2 separate regions of the Cyprinus carpio genome follow, and region 2 is linked to region 1. The links are chromatin contacts, called in public Hi-C maps. All regions are on one chromosome and are shown on one strand. Each heading gives the region's core, a stretch centred on a gene start, on an enhancer-like site or on the middle of the called end of the contact. The rest is flanking DNA. Distances are from core to core; before and after follow the strand shown. Region 1 has its middle 32 kb from the start of LOC109098170. Region 2 holds the start of LOC109080769 (mRNA decay activator protein ZFP36L2-B-like).

Evidence for each region. A called contact is a pair of places that touch in the nucleus more often than the background predicts.
Region 2: a Hi-C map of skeletal muscle shows a contact between it and region 1, with 5 times the contacts expected there. The contact joins the promoter of LOC109080769 here to the enhancer-like site in region 1. A contact is called at or near these places in 3 of 8 Hi-C or Micro-C datasets (liver and skeletal muscle).

What each region holds. Positions count from the first base shown.
Region 1 is chrA13:7,064,359-7,068,505 of ASM1834038v1, reverse strand. No RefSeq gene overlaps it. Among protein-coding and RNA genes, the nearest start is that of LOC109098170, 32 kb to the right of the region's middle. Within about 2 kb of position 2,680, at least 1 of the 8 cell types and tissues checked has an H3K27ac peak or open chromatin away from gene starts, as enhancers often do. A contact at or near this core is called in skeletal muscle, where this site is marked.
Region 2 is chrA13:7,186,658-7,190,725 of ASM1834038v1, reverse strand. LOC109080769 (mRNA decay activator protein ZFP36L2-B-like) reads left to right here and starts at 2,070. Exons shown (of 2, transcript XM_042768502.1): 1 at 2,070-2,434; 2 at 2,610-4,068. The coding sequence starts at 2,120. The coding sequence ends at 3,746. It overlaps LOC122147188 (a long non-coding RNA gene), which reads left to right. Exons shown (of 10, transcript XR_006161470.1): 10 at 195-644.

The DNA.
Region 1 (4,147 bases), core at 1,431-3,930:
CAGGAGCTCAACTGTTTTTGAAGAGAAGCGTAAAGCTGTATCTTTCTTTTATCAATATGATAAAACTAAAGACTCTTCGGAAATATGAAGGCTGCAATACTACTTTAGGTACTCAAGATTAACATGAGATTGGCAGAAACTGTGTGTGTTAAGTCCCCTTTAAAAAGCCATTAAAGGGTTAGTCCTCCCCAAAATGAAAATTGTAAGTTATTAATGTCAAAATTTTCATTTTGGGGTGGAGTATCCTTTTAAGATTGTACTAATTGTACTACTGTTATATAGCCAACAGGCAATTTGAGTTGACCAGTATGAGCCTGAACTGATTTTGGCCTGATATGAAATCAAATAATAAAGTAATTTAGCACATACTGTAGATTAAGAATGGCCAGAGTTAAACAATGAATAAATTATTTTATAAAGCACAGAGTTAAATACTGTAAGAATGAATAAAAAAAAATAAAAATAAAAATAACAATCAAGTCTTAGAATGCTACACTAAGCATGCAGTGCTACATTGCTACACTCTGTCACTCACTCCTCTAATTGCTTAACAGCATGCAGTCAGGGGCTATAATTGGCCTAAATGACTATGTGCTCAGCACTAACTTGAAATAGCCCATTAAAGAATGATTATTTGCTAAGCAATGTGACTGACGGTCTACTGTATCTCCATTTATAATGTTCTGCATCTCAGAGTTTGTCCTCAACCCTCTACTGAGATCCACAAAACTGAACTAATTGTCCAGAAGAACTGTTTGTTCCTGACCTCGCCATTTTAGGATCACCAAACTGTGTTTGTGCAACAGGCTGAGAGCTCAGTATGATCTCTCAATCATCATGTCAAGTTTCAATGCTAAGGGTTTAGAAATAGCAACAGCTTTGCAGATTACTCGTACAGTATCAGAGTGCCATCTAGTGGTGGTTTTACCTGTCAAATTCACTCATCTGGTGCTTAATCAACAGAATAGTAGTAGTAGTCCAAGAAGTAATTCTTCAGAAATCTGAAAGTACACATCAAAACCTCTATGGAATCATTTAGAGGGCTCTGTTGTGAGGCAAAAAAGGAGATAAATCAACAGTTGACACAACTCTAAAAAAGAAGGCGCAATAGTGTCTAGATACGGATATTTGAGTAATACATGTCCTAACTGAACCCGGAAAGCATTAACGTGATGGTTTTTGAGGAACTTTTGCAACCAAGATATGTCACCCCTATGAACCATTAATCAGTAAACCATACACAAACATGAGTGATAGGATGCATTAGACAAACTGAGACATTTGGAGCAGTGCTACTTCATTGTTGCTGTGTGTGTGTGTGTGTGTGTGTGTGTGTGTGTGTGTGTGTGTGTGTGTGTGTGTGTGTGTGTGTGTGTGTGTGAGGCGGAGGACAGACTTGTATAAATCCTTCCATTGTAACTATATTTGTTTATGTCACACATACAGAACAGGGTTTGCCACCTTGACCTCATTAACACACGGCAATCAGCAACTACAGCAGCAATGCTGATTGCTGAACACACAGAACACCAAAACAAATAAACCAGCTGATAGTCACAGACAGAGGTGAAACGTGTGGAGGGTCAGAAGGGGCTAGGACTGATGAGTTAGACCCACAGACTCTTGTTACATGTGTTCTTACATTCTAGGCAAACCCTTACTGTGGTGATACCCAGGTACAGATGGTATCAGATGGCCATATAGTGATACTGAATGTTTACCATAAACACAAAACAACAAAAAATAATGTTTTTTTAATGATTTTAACAAAAATAAAATTTAAAATATAAAAATAGAATAGAATAGAATAGAATAGAATAGAATAGAATAGAATAGAATGTTAATTTTACTGTTTTAATATATTTTAAAATTTAAATAACTCAATTTAAAGCATAATTACCACAATCATCACTCCAATTTCACAGGAAAAAGTTACATAAATATAACTATCATCCCAATAAACATTTCTTATTATTATCAGTGTTGAAAACTGTGACTTTTCTTTATCACTTCTTTGATAAGAAAGGGAATTCAAAAGAAAGCATTTATCTAAAATATAAATCTTTTGTAAGATTATTAATGATTTTACTGTCACTTTAATGCATCCTTGCTGAATCAAAGTATTAATTTCTTGAAATAAAAAAAACCTTACTGACCACAAATTTTTGAACGATAATATAATATAATATAATATAATATAATATAATATAATATAATATAATATAATATAATATAATATAATATAATATAATAACGTCTGTGTGTGTGTGTACGATCATTCACCTTCTAGTAAAATATACTGATTCCTCTCTAATTCTTCCATATTTTACCTACAAGAATATCCTGTAGTTCACAATGACAATAACTTTCCATACCAATACCATAAAACAGCACATGCCCACACACACGCTTATTCTTCACCAGTTCCACACTTTACATGCTTTTGACACAAAGAAGCAAAAAGTCGGCCACAAATCACTCTTGCACCCCTCAGAGACAAAACCCCGTCATGCCCTGTCTCCTCCAGTGGCTCTGGAGACCCGTGCATCCTGGGGGTCTTATGTAAGACCTGGCAGCCCAGCGCGGCCAGTCTTCGCAGGCCAGTGTAAGCTTGGCACGGTCCCCGCGCTCCACTGCGGGGGAAAATAAACCATGGATTGAAAGCGCAAACAGTCCAGGTCAGCAGCAGGGCCTGGCCGTTATTAAAGCATGTTTTCCCAGCATTGATGGATGCGGTGCAGTTATTGAATGGAGAACAGCGTCCCCACCCTGAGCTGTGGTTGCCACTCGTGCGCTCTCTCACACACAACCACATGCCACACATGCACTTTATCGGGGCATGAGAGTCAGGCGGTCACCCGACATACATTTTATATACGAGGTCTGGTGTGTGTCTACTCATAAACCTTGGTTACCTAATCTGAGTGTAACAAGTTCCCTCATTGGGCTGCCAAAACCTAATGATTCATCACTACCATTGAAGGATAGGCAGAGATACAGGGAGTCAAGGGGGAGGGATTCTTCCTCTATACGTGTTGGCCAGAACCCAAGAACATTCTGTACAATTCATGAGCGGACAGGAAATGGCGTATACATTTTTACACTCCTTTTGGTTCAAGCCTGCAAACCCGCCTCCCCAAAACACACACACACACACACACACACACACACACACACACACACACACACACACACACACACACACACACACACACACACACACACACACACACACACTATATATTGTACACCACTTACAGATGCTAAACACTACCAGCTGTAAGCCATTAATCCAACTGAAAAGAGAAAAAGAGAAAGCCAGGAGTGAAACGGGAAGAGAGAGAGAGAGAGAGAGAGAGAGAGAGAGAGAGAGAGAGAGAGAGAGAGAGAGAGAGAGAGAGAGAGAGAGTCTGTCACACCCCTAAACCTTCGATCTAAAGCCGTGTTCCTGTCCTTCAGGCAACAAACTGTTAGTTCAACAACAAGTCTGAACTGATTTTTTGTCAGTTCATATTAATGCGCTACACTTCAGGGAACTTTCTTAGAAGCCTCTATTTAATTATACTTGCAATCACACTGAGGCAAAGCACAACTTGTGTCTGAAACACATTCCCATAGGAAAGTATTATGGCTCAGGGTTACTCTTTCATTGCTCTGGAGGGCAGGTGATGTTCCAAGTTATGATTCAGTTCATTTTTGACTGCCCAAAACGCCACTGGATAAATAAAAGTAGACATTAGTAGAAAAAGTAGAAATAAGAAAACAGTTGACTTTAGTGTATAGATATGTATTAAATATTTAGATAAAAATAACTTCTTTTGTTTCCAGAAATAAGATCTTTAAGATCTTTTGTGAAAACTCTAGAGGAGACACATGACATTTTTTTAGTTTTACACAGTCAGATGTCTGATTATCAATATAAAGTCTGGTCCAGTTATTCCAGCCAAAGATCACCAACTTATACACAAAGTAATCGTTTGACCAACTTGCATAAAGCAAAGTTGACCTACATAAAGCAAACCAGTCACAGTTTGTTTTGTTTTTATGTGCCATTTAAAGGCAGGCAAATCTTAAATATGTATCAACTACCACAATAAAAAATCAGTTCAAATCATTAAAACACAGTGTTTAATAAACCACTGTGGAC
Region 2 (4,068 bases), core at 821-3,320, 120 kb before region 1:
AATAAGCATTTACTTGTTAACACCCTAGAAATCACCCAGAACACCCTACTCACTCAAAACACCTTAGCAAACATAGCAACACCCTTAAAGTGCCCATTGTCTCCACTCTCAATGCCCTGCTCACATTGTCTTCAGAAAATCTAGTTTAAGAATGTAAGTTCTTCGTATTCTCTCTCTCTCTTTTTTTTTTCCAGGATGAGGACGTCTTCTTTGAGAAGGGAGATCTTAACCTGTGGGACAAGCCTTTGTTATGGGCACGAATGTTTCACGGACACCTCTCTGCCTTCATAAAAGTGACACATTCACCTGGCGTAGGCGCTGCAGAACTGGACCGACTATCAGTCATCGCAAAGAGCAATAACCTGGCGGCTCAGCGTTCAATGAAAGCCCTCTCTGCACTGCCCCAGGCTTCAGCCCCCATCGAGTATGCCAAGATATCGCTCCTGAAAGAGAGAACGTCACTGGCTCAGAATCTTCTAGATACACTTACATCTTCTTAGATGACTGTGAAAGATACAGAAAATGAAAAGAGAGGTGCATTATGAACCTATTTTAATCTCACAGTGGTTTTCCTCTTTGAGAGCTGAATTGCATGCAGGCATAACCACAAGCTTTTTTAATTCAAATAAAGTTTATTATGTTCATTTGACTGGGATTACTTTTATACACTAATGTGTGTTTGCGATACTGAGAATATGAGAGGTTTTATTCTCCTCAGCTGTGTTTTCAGTGTGACGTTTTCACACGAGCAAGCTGTTGTATTTTTAATGCATAGCAAAACTGTTTTTAGTACACTAAATTATTTGGTTGCTCCTCCTGTGTGTTATGCAATCAGAGCAAAATAGTCTGGTGTCCGTTTGCTAAGTAGACAGCTGGACTGCCTTCAGGGGCTGTAGTAGCAATGTTCCCTTTTAACTGTAAAATGATGTAATGTTTTGGAATGTCAGCAGCCATTTTCCTCCCACACACACACACACACACAGGGTGGGTAAAATCACACATGCTGTTCCCCTCACCAGGATCTGGAGTTTTTTTTTTGTTTGTTTTTTTGTTTTCTTTTTTTCATTTATGTATAGATGTGACAAGAGTACTGCTGAGATATGCAATGGGAACTGGAATGGGGAAAAAACGAGGGAATGTGAAGTGAATTTTATATATATATATATATATATATATATATATATATATATATATATATATATATATATATTATATATATATATATATATAATATATATATATATATATATATATATATATGCCTGTAGGTGGCGCCCAAGCCCTTTTTTTCGACGATAAGCATTGACACCGTAAGGGGGCAGTATTGTGTCGTTTTTATTAGAGTTGAGAGTTTGAGTTTCTTGAAGGATTTGATATTTATTTTCTTGCAACGTGTTGAAACTTATATCTGTGTTTTCTAAATTAAGGATACAATGCAAAAAACTACGAGAATTAATTATCAAATGTACATCATTGTTTATTTAAAAACACATTTCTAGGCTAAAGTGGACTTTATTTATACAGGGAAAGATAAGCAGAGGAAAACTTCACATGCAGATAAGTGTCATAGTTTCGCACTCTATGCATCAGACCTGGCACAGCTTCAAACACTGGCCTCTCGGTCTAGATTATGCAATCGCACTCACCCACTAAACATTTCCTGATATCAGAGCGACCAGTCTTGCGCGCGCACGAGTCTCGTGTACGCCAAGTGTCAACACTGCGCGAGTATGCGCGATAGAGGTTTCTTCCACCAGTTTTCCTCACTGTTAACATTTTGTTTAAATGGGATGCCATGTGCTTTTCCTATACGAATATGGGGTTAATATAATGCGTATATTTAATAAACGTATATTTGTAAAACCACACATAATGTGGTAGTATTTATATATTATTTTTGAAGCATTTATTAACTTTTCTAGGTTTAAAAATATATGTTGATTGTATTGAATTCATCTTTTAAGTTGTGCAGTGTTGGAGAGCTGCCGTGAGAGTGAATGTGCGCCTTCAGGAGGGGTGCATAGTCCCGGCGACACTCGTAAAAGCAGGGCGTAGCTTTGATGCAACTTTCGCAGTGAGTTTGCGAGCTCCTCCTCTTTACGCGCTGCCCCAAGCTTATATGTGCGGAGAAAAGCAGACTCTTTACTGTTCTGGCTCGGCACTGCGCGGTGGGAGAAGACTAACAACAAAAACGCAACGAGGAACTCAGCCTTCCCTCTCTGAGTTTCAGAACACATCTGAGACTAGGCTTTTTTCTTTTTGTTCCGCATCTCTTGCACAAACTCTAAGCCAGTGGCAAACTAAACGCCTTGGTATCCAAAGGCTCCAGGTCGGTCCTCAAATGAGAGATCATCTGCGACTGTCTTCTTCTGAAGAAACAGAAATGTCTGCGACCATCCTGTCCGCTTTCTACGACATCGACATGCTGTACAAGGTACGTTGCTGATTTAACAAAACACTACTTGCATATGATCTCTGCTTGGACTTTTTGACGATTCGAGAAGTTTTAGCCGTAACGAATCCATGCATGGCTGAGACAAGTAACGTACATAAATGGTTTTGCAACTACTTTGCATTGGTTTTAACTTTGTTTCTCCTCTGCACAGCAGGAGAAGAGCCTCAACATTAACGCCATACACATTAACAGCATGCTGGATAAGAAAGCTGTCGGGGCCCCGGTAACAACCTCCACCAGCAGCAGCAGCAACAACTGCAACTCGTACGCGTCAGGATTCTTCCGCCGAAACTCCACCAGCAACATGGAGTCCATGACGAACTGCAACAAGTACCCAGCCAGCTCCTTCAGCAGCATGAAGGAGAACGCTATCATGAATAAGGAGAACAAGTTTCGCGACCGTGCCTACAGCGAGAGCGGCGACCGCGGCCAGCAGCAGCTGCAAGTGCTGCAGCAGAAGCCGGGCTCGCAGATCAACTCCACCCGCTACAAGACGGAGCTCTGCAGGCCCTTCGAGGAAAACGGAGCGTGCAAGTACGGCGAGAAGTGCCAGTTCGCGCACGGCTACCACGAGCTGAGAAGCCTGTCTCGCCACCCGAAGTACAAAACCGAGCCATGTCGCACTTTCCACACCATCGGCTTCTGCCCTTACGGCCCGCGTTGCCACTTCATCCACAACGCCGACGAGCGCAGACCAGCGCCGAGCAACGCCAACAGCATGCAGGGAGAGTCCCCCAAGTCCGCCCGGGGGGAGCCGCTGTGCGGCTACGGGCAGCAGCAGGCGGCGGGAGCCTTCAGGGAGCGACCGAAACTCCACCACAGCCTCAGCTTCTCGGGTTTCTCCAGCCACCACCACCACGGACTCGACTCCCCCCTCCTCGAAAGCCCCACGTCCCGAACCCCCCCTCCCCCGTGCTCCAATGGTTCCTCCTGCGCAACTAACTTCTACGAAGACGTTCTCTCGTCGACCCGCAACAGTGCCTTCTCTTTCCCCGGCCAAGACCTCAAAGCCCTGCTCGCGCCGCTGGCCGTGCACACGCACAACAGTTATTACGGAAACCTTCAGGTCAACATGGGCGACGGCCTCGGCCACTTGCAGTCCCTCCAGCGCCTGTCGGAGTCGCCGGTGTTCGACTCGCCCCCCAGCCCGCCCGACAGCATCTCTGACCGGGAGAGCTACGCCAGCGGCTCGCTCAGCTCCTCCGGAAGTCTCAGCGGCTCCGAGTCTCCCAGTCTGGACGGCGGGAGGCGTTTGCCCATCTTCAGCAGGCTGTCGATTTCCGATGATTGATCCGCTTTTTTTTTTTTTTGGTAGTGGACTCGATAGCAGAGGAGTCTACCGTTAGATATATAGTTCAGGCTCAGCAATAGACTTTTTAATCTCGAGGGAGATGGATCTGTTTGTCAGACGCTTGACATGGCATTAGTCTGTTTGAACTGCTTTGAAGGCATTCCACCGGTGCAGTTTGTTGCATTCTCTTGGTCTTTTTGGACCATCTACTTTCCAGATTTGTACAAAAGACTTATTTTATTTTTTTTAACGTGAAAGACAGAGCGGTTTCAGATTTTCCTTCATCCTTGCCAAGAATATGCCTTGAAAAAAGTATACTAGT